Regions from separate parts of the Zea mays genome. Here all the other regions are linked to region 3. The links are chromatin contacts, called in public Hi-C maps. All regions are on one chromosome and are shown on one strand. Each heading gives the region's core, a stretch centred on a gene start, on an enhancer-like site or on the middle of the called end of the contact. The rest is flanking DNA. Distances are from core to core; before and after follow the strand shown. Region 1 holds the start of LOC103635321 (mucin-19). Region 2 holds the start of LOC103635325 (formin-like protein 7). Region 3 holds the start of LOC100192964. Region 4 holds the start of LOC100304074 (IAA19 - auxin-responsive Aux/IAA family member).

What was found. A called contact is a pair of places that touch in the nucleus more often than the background predicts.
Region 1: a Hi-C map of ear shows a contact between it and region 3, with 2.1 times the contacts expected there. The contact joins the promoter of LOC103635321 here to the promoter of LOC100192964 in region 3. A contact is called at or near these places in 3 of 25 Hi-C or Micro-C datasets (ear, endosperm and tassel).
Region 2: a Hi-C map of endosperm shows a contact between it and region 3, with 4 times the contacts expected there. The contact joins the promoter of LOC103635325 here to the promoter of LOC100192964 in region 3. A contact is called at or near these places in 2 of 25 Hi-C or Micro-C datasets (endosperm and tassel).
Region 4: a Hi-C map of leaf shows a contact between it and region 3, with 2.5 times the contacts expected there. The contact joins the promoter of LOC100304074 here to the promoter of LOC100192964 in region 3. A contact is called at or near these places in 3 of 25 Hi-C or Micro-C datasets (leaf and tassel).

Annotation. Positions count from the first base shown.
Region 1 is chr8:69,279,922-69,282,794 of Zm-B73-REFERENCE-NAM-5.0, reverse strand. It overlaps LOC103635321 (mucin-19), which reads left to right and starts at 1,560. Exons shown (of 1, transcript XM_008657804.3): 1 at 1,560-2,873. The coding sequence starts at 2,030.
Region 2 is chr8:69,490,487-69,493,264 of Zm-B73-REFERENCE-NAM-5.0, reverse strand. It overlaps LOC103635325 (formin-like protein 7), which reads right to left and starts at 1,414. Exons shown (of 11, transcript XM_035961701.1): 1 at 438-1,414. The coding sequence starts at 1,379.
Region 3 is chr8:69,004,791-69,007,490 of Zm-B73-REFERENCE-NAM-5.0, reverse strand. LOC100192964 reads left to right here and starts at 1,264. Exons shown (of 11, transcript NM_001138140.1): 1 at 1,264-1,375; 2 at 1,456-1,502; 3 at 1,633-1,693; 4 at 2,180-2,221; 5 at 2,303-2,370. The coding sequence starts at 1,319.
Region 4 is chr8:69,354,571-69,357,438 of Zm-B73-REFERENCE-NAM-5.0, reverse strand. It overlaps LOC100304074 (IAA19 - auxin-responsive Aux/IAA family member), which reads left to right and starts at 1,425. Exons shown (of 5, transcript NM_001165576.2): 1 at 1,425-1,992; 2 at 2,644-2,868. The coding sequence starts at 1,436.

The sequences.
Region 1 (2,873 bases), core at 311-2,810, 280 kb before region 3:
CATAAAAATATTGTAGCTTCGACCGTAAATTAGAAATAAGTTACCAATATTAATAAATAGTTTATAAAAAGATAATCCTAAGTTCCCACATGGAGATAATCTTAAGTCCCACAAGAAAATGATAAAGTCTATTATTTTGATATAAATTTAGACATTATTTCAAAGATTTTGGCCTAAAAATATGTTTAAACAAAAATGTGTTGTACAACAAAGTTATAGATCTCTTCGAGCTCTACAATTTTCATATAAACTTTATCTTCATCCGATTTCATATGTAAAAGTTATGATTTTATAACTATATTATTATACAGAAAAAGAAAAAACGGTACCCGAATTTCGGGTACCCGTATCCGACCCGAATCCGAAGCTATACTATCCGGGTATTACACGTATCCGTCCCGAATATAAAAATACTCGTACCCGTATCCAAAAAATATTCCCGAATCAGTACCCATATCCTATACCCGTTTCGAATACCCTGCCCGTTTTCACCCCTAACGAGGGCCGGCTGCTTCAGGACCAATACCGACGCAAGCATCAGTATCGGTTGCAGTTGCAGCTATCACATGCTTGTAGAGGGCATTAATACCAGCTGCTGCATGGTCTCGTCTACCAATAGTCATGTCAACTCTGTCATCATGGCTTTTTCTTTCTCCTTGTTGTTTGGGTGTTTCACGTCGTCGTCAAGAACAGATAGTGTCTACCGGACCGTCATCAAGAAAGAAACACACAACCATCTCTTCTTAAGCATACTGTTTAGTTTGTTAGTGCAAGTCGGTCTTAATCGTAATTGTTATGGTGCCTATGCATGTTTAGATATTGTATAATACTGATTCGTTTTTTTTGTTTAAGCATGTCGTCATGGTTATTCTTTATTTTTTGGATTAAATCAAAACCAAGCAATCGCCCAACACTTATGTGGTGTTTGGTTTTAGAGACTAATTTTTAGTCCCTCCAATTTATTCCACTTTAGTCACTAAATTGTCAAATATGGAAACTAAAATAGAGTTATAGTTTCCATATTTTGCAATTTATAAACTAAAGTGTAATGAAATGTAGGGACTAAAAATTAGTCCCTAGTAACCAAACACTACCTTAGTCACGTTGCTTCCATTTTACCGCCCGCTAGTGTTCTGTAAAGCGCTGCATGAGCCTGCTCATCTTCCTCTGACGTGTTAGCTCAACCTCTATCCCCTCTTCCCCATCAGAAATGCCTCCCATTCCCCATCAGAGGAGAACAATAGCTTTGTGTTCCTCGCTACTCCTTTCGCCTCCTCCACGTTGCTGTCTTCTACTTCCTTTCTATCCCCTTCCGTGCTGTTAACATGCTGTTCTTCCCACCAAACGAAACGATTCTTCTTCCTCCGCACCCGATCGATCACCCCAGTGCAAGACCAATAATGCAGCGGGCGATGGATGTGAGGTGGATGAGTGGTGGTCGGAGCGATCGGGATCGTGCGGCCGTACACCCGCGCAGGCACGGATCGCTATCAGCGGGGGCGTCCGGGACGAGGCGCCGGACAGAGGAGCACCCACCCACCCACCCACTCCGACTCGACTCGACTCCCTCTGCTCTCTGGCGTCCCCATCTGGCTGTAAGATTCATGAGGCAGGCAGCGATCGCAGTCGCAGGCAGCTGCCCAAGGACGGTGCCGCACATGCCACGGGCATGCTTGCCCCATATGGTACCCTGAGCCCGGCGGCAGCCTTGCTCATCGCTTTGCTTGTCCCCCTCCCTTTTGATCCCAGTAAAACGTTTCCCGCTTAAGCTCGTCGCACTGTTCCTGTCGCTCGCCGCTCAGTCGCTCCCGCGTTCTTCTTTTTACTGCGCCAGTTAAAGGCCACCGCCGCCGTACACGTGCTGTGCTACCTACTTAAACGAGCCACAGGGAGGGCGGCAGCTGGGCTTGAGTGGCTGACTGCGCATGCGGATCCGCTCGGCTGCGCGCGCGGGCAATCAGAGCCGCGGCACAGAGCATTCAATTCACTCGGGGTCGGTGGATCAGCTCAGCGTGGCGGCGACCTTGAGATGAGTCGCGCGGCGCAGACAGGAGGAGCCGGGGCCGGGGGCGGAGGCGCGGCGAGGCTCAAGGCGTCGCCGCGTGCGCTCTTCTCCTGCGGCATCTTCAGCACCTGCACGCACCCTGCGCTGAGCCCGACGGCGACGCCCAACAACAATGTGGTGTCGGGGAGCGGTGGCGGCGGCTCGGGCACGCCCTGCGCCGAGGCGTCGACCGCGTTGCCGGTGACGGTGGAGGCTGCGGCGGCGGCGTCGTCCACGCCACCGCCTCCGCAGCGGCAGCCGCACCACCAGCGGGCGCAGCGGAACGTCGGGCCGTCGTCGTCCTCCTCCTCGTCGTCCTCGTCCGCGTCGCAGAGCTTCACGCAGTGGAGGCTGCCGGTGCACCACCCGCAGCAGTCGCAGGCGCCGGCGTCGGCGTCCTCGAGCGGGGGGGACGCGCTGCTGGGCGCGGAGGAGAAGTTCGCGGCGGGGGAGGTGGTGGCGGCGCTGCGGGCGGTGGAGCGGGAGATGGAGGCCGCGGCGAGGCCGGTGCCGGCGGGGGTGGTGGCCGGGGTGGTCGCGGCGGTGCGGGAGCCGTTGACGGCGCCGGCGCGGCTGGCCGCCAAGGCGCTGCTCGCCGTGCTGCTGGAGGAGGGGAACCGGGAGGCGGCGGTGGAGGCCGGCGCGGCGTCGGCTGCCGTGGAGGCGGTGGCGGCGTCCGGGCCGGCGGGGGCCACGGCCGAGCGGGCGCTGGCCGCGCTCGAGCTGCTGTGCACGGCCCCCGGCGGCGCCCCCGCGGTGCGCAGGGAGGCCCTGGCCGCGCCGGTGCTGGCGCGCGCGGTGGAGGGCATGGCCGGCCGCGGCCGGGAGT
Region 2 (2,778 bases), core at 165-2,664, 490 kb before region 3:
AGCCTAAACAAATCCGAGCTCCCAATCTACAGCAAACAACTTGTCACTACTTAAAAAATTAATAAAAAGAAGTCATCTCAGCTCAGCAGCAGTAGAAACTGAAGCGAATCGAACCATGAATTCGACTCCAAGGCGCTTCACCTGTTCGCTCCACCAGCGAATCTGCACTTCTGCAGCTACCGCACGATGCTGTGACGGGATCGAACCACCGCCAATTGTCGTCCTAACAAATTTACCTCCCACGGTCGCACCCAAAAGCCGAGCAAAGAGGAACGCCGCGGCGGCATACCACCGAACACCTGGCGGGAGTGCACCCGACCCGTCTACGCAGTTACACGGGACAACGACGCACGCAAGGAGAGACAGGGAAAGCAAGCAGAAGGACAGGACAAAGAGCAGGCGACGTGACGTGAGGGGGATGGAGGCAGGAGGCGTACCGCGACGGCGAAGAAGGTCTTGTCCCTGATCTCGAAGAGCACCGTCATGGCCAGCGACTTGCTAAACCCCTGGACGCATCCACGCAGAAACACGAGCAACAAGCAAAGCCACCTCCTCTGCTTAACTAACACACCTAAATGAAGAAGAGGAAGTGAGAGGGAGGAAAGGTGACCCCGAGCAGAGACGATGCCGTTTTGGAGGAGGGCGGCGGGGCTCCGCGATTCCAATCTCGCGGGTCGCGGGATAGAGGTAGAGCAGCCGAGGCGAGGCGCTGCGGGCATGGGGATTTGATTTGCAGGGAGGATCTGAGGGGGATGGGGATCAGTGGAGCGGGCGGGGGAACGGTGGTTTGCGCGTGCGCGGAGGGGACCGAGCGAGGGCATGGCTGAGCGAGCGAGGATCGGGTGCTGGCGCATGCTCGTTGGCGGAGGGGGAGGCGGATCCGCCATGCGCGGGCATGCGGCTGGCTGTGCGCGGAGGGGGCCAAGCGGGATGGAGGCGAAATCCGCTGCACCCGCCATCCATGGCGGCATTTGTGGGGGAAGGGGCCTGCGGATTGCGGAGATCGCGCCCTTCCATCGACGATGGAGGCTGGCCGGCGGTGTGGGAGAGGGGGCGGGGTCATGGTGTAGCCCCTGGTGGACGTCTGGGGAGGCGTGATTTCTCCGTAAACCATGGATGATAGTCTTCCAGGAGAGCGTGGAGAAGGATGGAGGTTGGTGCTTCGCCAACGATGGAAACCTTGCCCGGAGCCTTGATTGAAGGTTAGGCCACATGGATTGCGCGAGCGAGGCCGATACGGTGGGAACGGGAATTGCGCATGGATTGCGCCGTTGAAGGAAGGTCGCAGGATGCCGGGCGGGGTGCGTCCGCCGGCAGGACGCGGGGTGAGGTGCGGCCGCGGGCGGGACGCGGGGCGGGGTGCGCCAGCGGCAGAACATGAGGGTGTGGACGCCTACACTATACACATAAGTAGTAGTAGAGATTGTGGGGACAAACATGCATCCTAGCATGTAGATTGCATATTCTTATTCAAATGTTTGTTATATTTGCTTGCTTTGGTTGTATTGTCATCAATCACCAAAAGGGGGGATTGTAAGGAAAATGGACCCCGGGCCATTTGGCTAAATGAGTTTTGGTGTTTGATGATTAACACAACCTATGAACGAATGTGTTTGCTAGTGTTTGTGTTTGTAGTTCACAGGATGCTAAAGTAACTTGGACCAAGACATTGAGGAAAGCAACACCTCAAAATAAGACATTATGAAGATCAAGTGAAGTCCAAGAGAAGAAAGAAGTGTTGCCTGCGGACTGTCTGTGCGAGAAGCACCGAACTGTCCGGTGCCACACACCGGACTGTCCGGTGCACCAGGAAATAGGAACCCTAACGACTAGTTCCAAGTGGCACTATGGAGAGAAGACCACCGGACTATCCGGTGTGAAGTCCGGACTGTCCGGTGTAAAAAGCCTGTAGCGCCAACGGTCACCTACGGTGTCAGGCCAACGACTAGGCGCACCGGACTATCCGGTGAACCACCGGACTGTCCGGTGTGCCGCAGAGAGCACATATTTTCTCCAACGGCTAGTTTTGTGTTGGCGGCTATAAATACACCCCCAACCAGCCATTTCCATTCGTGGGATCCCAAGAGACATACCAAGGCACATAGTTCACATTTCCAAGAGCTCATACACCCAAGTGCTTAATAGAATCACTCGGTAATTAGCGTATGTGCTTTGCGAAGTGCTTAGGTTAGTTAGACCCTCTAGCGCTTGCTCTAGGTGAATCCTAGTTAGTTGAGTGAGTTTAGATAAACCACACAACCCCTTGGCTTTTGCGCGAGCCGTTGTAATTGTACGGAGTGGGGCAAGAGTCTTGCGAGACCGTGACAACCGCGTTTGTGTCACGGCTGCCACCGTGTACCGGAGGGAACGAGGCCCGCGGCGTTTTCAGCCAAAAGGTCGATAGTGGAGACGACGGGGAGCGTCCGAGAGGAGCCGGAAGCGGAGCACCACTTGCGCGTGGAGAAGGCCCGCGACTCTCTACGGAGTTACTCGACCGAGGTGCTTGGCCCTCACATGGGCTTCCCTTTGCGTAGGGGCACCAACGAGGATTAGTCGGGACCTTGCATGGTTCCGGATACCTCGGTAAAAATACCGGTGTCATCCACGAGAGTTTGCATCTCTACCTTGCTCTTTAAGCTTCCACATTTATATTAAGCATTTAAGTTTCAATCTTGTCTTTATACTTATATAGTGTAGATTGAAACTTAGCCATTGCGGTAGAGATAGCAACACTTAGACAAAACCTAGTTTGCACATTCTAGTTTGATTATTTGCATA
Region 3 (2,700 bases), core at 15-2,514:
TTTGGGTCTCAAAGGGTTTAGAGCATGTTCGCTCACATAATGAGAGGGTGAGGACCTTAGAGCAACTCCAGTAGTTCTCTAATAGACTTCCTAAATCAACAATTTAAGTAGTTAACACAAAAACTCATCTCCAACAGTTCTCTAAATGAACTTTCTAAATTTAACAACTTCTCATCTAACCTTATTTCATCTCTACATTTGGCAATCGTTTAGCAACTCCCTAAACAAAAATGTTTGCTGCATTATGTAGATAATGAAGGTAATTGATGACATTTGTGACTTTTATTTTTTTATGTGGATAGATACAAAACAAAACTACAACCTATATTTAGAGAACTATTGGAGAACTCACATTTTTTACTCCCAAAGTTATTTAGCAACTTCTTAAATCTGTGATTTAGAGAGCTAAAATTTACATAACTATTGGAGTTGCTCTTAGAGCATCTCCAATAACTCCCCAAAAGTCTCCCCTAAATCCAATTTTTTTGAAAAAACACAAAAATGTGTCTCCAACGGTTCCCCTAAAGCGCTCCCAACATTTTTATAGCCCTTAAAACTCTCTCATTTGTAGCTACAAATGAGGAGTTTTTTGGCTCTCCAGAAACAATCTGTCGCTTTAATGGATCTATTGGAGAAATGATTAAAATCTACCCCCACTAATTATTTAGATGTCCCTTAAAACTGATTTTGAGGAGTCGTTTTCTGGAGAGCTATTAGAGATGCTCTTAGGGACCTTGGGACCAGCAGAGAGCCCCCAAACATCTAAGTGGTGTTAAGTGTTCGATGTTCCGAGTGATGAGTTGTTCTGAGCACTTGAATCCTTCGGAGCAAATGGGACCCAAGAGGCACTAAGGACAAGGGGAGGCCCTAAGGCATCAGAGGCCCTAGGGCCTAGTGGGTCCCGGTCCCTTAGTAGCACTTTACGAGACTTTATGGTGTATGTTCTTTTATGGTGTCTCGATGTCAAGTTAATCGATGTCACAACATTTCCAATACAATTGGCTATGGAATTGGACCTCCATTTTCATGAACACAATTCAAGCGTACACCCAAACAGACCTGAATAGAGTTGGGCTTGGGGACTCTGAATAGAGTTGGGCTTGGGTAGTTGAGATCCAAATTTCCGCCTTCAGGCTCGACAAAAAAAAGGCTCGGGTGACAGGGACACCGCGGGTGCAGGCCTCCAGGGGCACGGCGATGGGACAGCACGACTCTCTTCTCTGAGAAAACCCAACAAAAACCCTCGCTCGCCTCACTTGTTCGCTCACCTCGGTGCGGCGCGTCGTTCGGACACGGAGATACAGCGGCGATTCCGGCGATGGAGTACGTGAACCCCCTCACCGGCTTCCGCGTCGACGGCCGCCGCCCCAACGAGGTGATGCATCCTCGCCCGCTTTCCCCTACGCGCGGTTCACGCGAACAGCCCTATCTCACCCGGTGCTGGACATCACGCAGATGCGGCAACTCAAGGGCGAGGTCGGCGTCGTTGCGCGCGCAGACGGGTGAGTTAAGAATCTCTCCCGACTCTGATGGACTGGGTTGAAACGAACAGCTAGCTATTCGATAAGGGTTGGGACGGCGGTACGGTGCTCACTTTTGATCGGTTCTGCTGGTGTTTGTTGCTCTGCGCAGGTCGGCGCTGTTCGAGATGGGCAACACCAGAGTCATCGCCGCCGTCTACGGCCCGCGAGAGGTGATTCCCGTTATCCTACTTGTGTATCTCGGTGTCCACCAGAGTCATGTGCACTGCGTGTTTGAGGAAATGCCTCTTAGAGGGGGTTTCCATTTACTCGTGTACTATATGGTCGGTCGAATTCTCTGAACCAACATCGACTTTGATCTAATCTTCAGTAGTTTTTCCTAGTGAAATTGGGGATCATTTGGAAAAACTGACTTGCCTATTGTTTAAATTTTCTATATGCATGAACAGTGTGAAAACCACTAGGATCCATACTGGCCTATTGCCAGTAGCACATTATTTGTTTATACGTACACAATGTTCATTCCTGAGATGTACTGGAGAACTTGGAATTATGGAGATTTCAATCACTCATGTTCTTTACTTCCTGTCAGACTACTAAACACCAGGGGGCTTCACCTTCTATTGCTTTGTTGTACCTTCAATTTACTTTTCAGTGTAACCAAATAACAAGTTCATGCTCTTTGATTGCTCTTTCAGGTTCAGAACAAAGGTCAGCAAGTAAACAGCAAGGAGGCTTTGGTAAAGTTTCACTCCTCCAAGTGCATTATTTTGTTAGAGGCTGTTCTTTGTGCTGTGTTCCTGAGGGAGTTCTGTATGCAGGTTCGTTGTGAGTACAGGATGGCAGAGTTTAGTACAGGAGATCGGAGGAGAAAACCGAAGGGTGACAGGTACTTTCCAACTTGAACACAGTAAAATTTGATTAAAAGAAAAGTCCATCCTTGGGCATTCACAGCATTTGGTTCACTTACTATCAGGAAAGATTTCCGATGTTGCAAATGTGTTTTATTTCTCTACCTTATCAACAAGCTTCTTTTCTCTGAATCCTGTGTTTTTGGGATCACAATTGACTTTCCCAATACAGTAAACAATCCTCAGTGAATGTATGGGTGTCAGATGTTTTTGTAACAGTATAATAGTTGTGGATGGCTTTGTAGGCCTCACATGCCAATCTCTTTCTATTTACTATATTAAGCATCAGTTTCCACGGTTCCACGGTT
Region 4 (2,868 bases), core at 176-2,675, 350 kb before region 3:
AAACCCCCGCTGCAAAATGCACTGGCTGGCAATGTGGCTTGCACACTGCAGCTCGACTGTCTCGGCGGAGTACCCTTGGCCGCTCCCGCTCTTTTGCAGCGACCAGACCAGAGTGTGCTAGCACTAGCACGGGCGAGCAGGCGGCGAGTAGTAGTAGTAGATGTGGGTGCTCTTTTGCATCATCACCAACCCTGGCATGATGGCGAGGTGAGCGGTGATGATGCACGCATGGAAGCGTAGGTAGCGCCGCAGAATTAATACTTCTGCCTACTCCTTCCTACAGGCTACAGCAGTGGTGGTGGTTTGCTGGCACTGCCGGTGGTGCGTGCATGGCTGCCTGCGCTGCGCAGCGCAGCGCAGGTATTGTCGCGCCGAAGACGACGACGACGACACCAGCGCCATCAATTCCGAGCCGCCCATTGCGTCGAATACCTGCGCGCTGTGTGTCCCATCAGACTGACGATGATGATACCTGAACGGGACATCATAATAATCGCAGCGACTAGCTAGTGCCCGGCTGCCCCGCACGTAGTAGTACAAATGATGCTTCGCTTCGCCTCGAAAGTTACAGGTGTTGATGAGTTCCAACGACGATTTGCATCTGCGGATGCAGCACGGCCAAACTGGGGAGGCGGGCGCCACCGTCCGGTAAAGTCGCCACGAAATCCGGGCCAGGTTCGCCCAAGACAGGGCAGGCGGGCGGCGCGCCGTGCCGTGCGCGCGTCTCCTGGCAGCCTGGCTGGCTCGCTCGGCGCCTCCCGGCTCCCGCAGCCCGGCACGGAAGAGGGGAGATGGCACGGCACACGGCAGGAGAGAGAGAGACAGACAGACAGCGGCAGGGGCAGCCACCAGCCGCTGCGCACGTCCACCTCGTGTGTCTGGTGGAGCGGTCGATTCGATTCGGAGACAGTACGACCTCGCGCCGCGGCCGCCACTAGAGGGTAGAGGCTGCGACTTCCCTCGCTCTGGACTCTGGACTGCGGTTGTGGGACCAGACCAGAGGCCCATTTCCAGCTTGCCGGAGCGGCGCCGGCCGGGCGGTTGGCATTGCAGCTGTCCGGTGTACTGCTGCATATAAAAAAACCGAAAAGGGAGATCCTCGCCGAGATCCTGTCGCTGCCAAAAGAAACATTTTACTAGCACTACTCTTGTGTCCTCTGCCAGTCAGTGTGCGTGCGCTCTGCTTTTGACGGCAACAGCTGCTCCTTCGAATCGATCCATGGTTGGTGGCTCAACTTTTGACTTGCAAAACAAAAACAAAAAAACAGGCCAAAGGGCGAAACGGTCGTTCCATGTCTGCCCTGCCCGGCCCGGCATCCAATTCCTGTGCGGCTGTGCCCGGCGAAACCACACGGCCCGAGACTGGAACTGGAGGGCAGAAAGCGCTTGCCCGCGGCCGGTCGGCCACTTGTCACTGTCACACTCACACACGTCTATGCCATCCACGGACCATGGTGTGCCCTCTACTTATCCTCCTCTCGGCTACCTCCACCATTCCTCTGCTCAGCTCGAACGAACAAAAAGGACTCACCTCGGCCCTCTCCTCTTGTGCTTCTGCTTCCCCACCGAGTCTCCTCAACCCCAGGCACTCGCCCTCTGTCCCCTCCCTTCCTCGCCTCCGATGCCGCCGCCGCCGCCGCTCCTCGAGCCGCGCGACTACCTCGGCGCCGGCGCCACCTCGTCGTGCTGCTCGTCGTGCTGCTCCTCCGGCCGCGAGGGCGCGGGGCCCCACCTCGCGCTGCGGCTCGGGCTTCCGGGGTCCGACGACTCCCCCGGCCGCGGCGCGGACACGGAGCACGCCCGCGCCCACGTCGACGCCGCGCTCACCCTCGGCCCCGGCCCCGGCCCCGCGCCTCCCAGGGGCAGCGCCAAGCGCGGGTTCGCCGACTCCCTCGACCGGTCCGCGAAGCTGGACGGCGTTGCCGCGGATGACGCTGCTGGGGGCGTCACGCGGGTAGCTGGAGCTGCTGCCGGAGCTCCGCCCGCTGCCAAGTAAGTGCGTGCTGCGGTTAATTGGTATTGGCTCGTCGTACGTAGGGACCCAGCTTTTGCTTTTCCTCGCTGTGGGAGGACGTATGCGATGGTAGTAGTAGTAGTAGCTCGTTGCGTTGTACTAATAACATGACTAGTGATGATTCATTGCGGGTGGCAATTAGGAGTAAAATTGATTGGAACCTAAGCACATAAACGCAAGACGAGGAGCAAAATTCCTGCTGTTCTTCAATTGCTTAGAGAATAAAAAGAAAGTGTACGCCCGCTTTTATAGCAAGCAAATACAGTATAGCATGGTATCGTATTCCTAACGTTGGACTAGGCCGACTAGCTGGACACCATCAGGACCAGCATCGATATGGTAGTCTCTTTTACCAAAAAGGCTTTCGTTTTCCCTTGTAACTGTCGCCACTGATATTTAAACGGCGTGGTTCCAAGTTCAAGTTATAGAGCCACTTCTGATGGAATTGTCACAGGCCATAAAGAAGTTTGTTTGGGATTAGAAGCAACCAGATTCTGTACCATGTAGGGGATAAGTGCATGTGCATCTAGGGAGTATCCCGGAGGTCTAGACAAAATGCACCCAAATGAGTCTTTTTTAGTTCTGTTGAGCAGAGACCTTTTCATGATAGCTTTTAGTGCCATGGACAGGGCACAAGTTGTTGGATGGCCGCCTGTTAGGAGCTACCGGAAGAATACCCTAGCTGCCAGTGCCACAAAGACAAATGGGGGAGATGAAGGTAGGAGTGAGGCGGGATGCTGTTATGTCAAGGTCAGCATGGATGGAGCCCCATACCTAAGGAAGGTGGACCTCAAGACCTATTCAAGCTATGAGGATCTCTCGCTTGGTCTGGAGAAAATGTTCAGTTGCTTCAT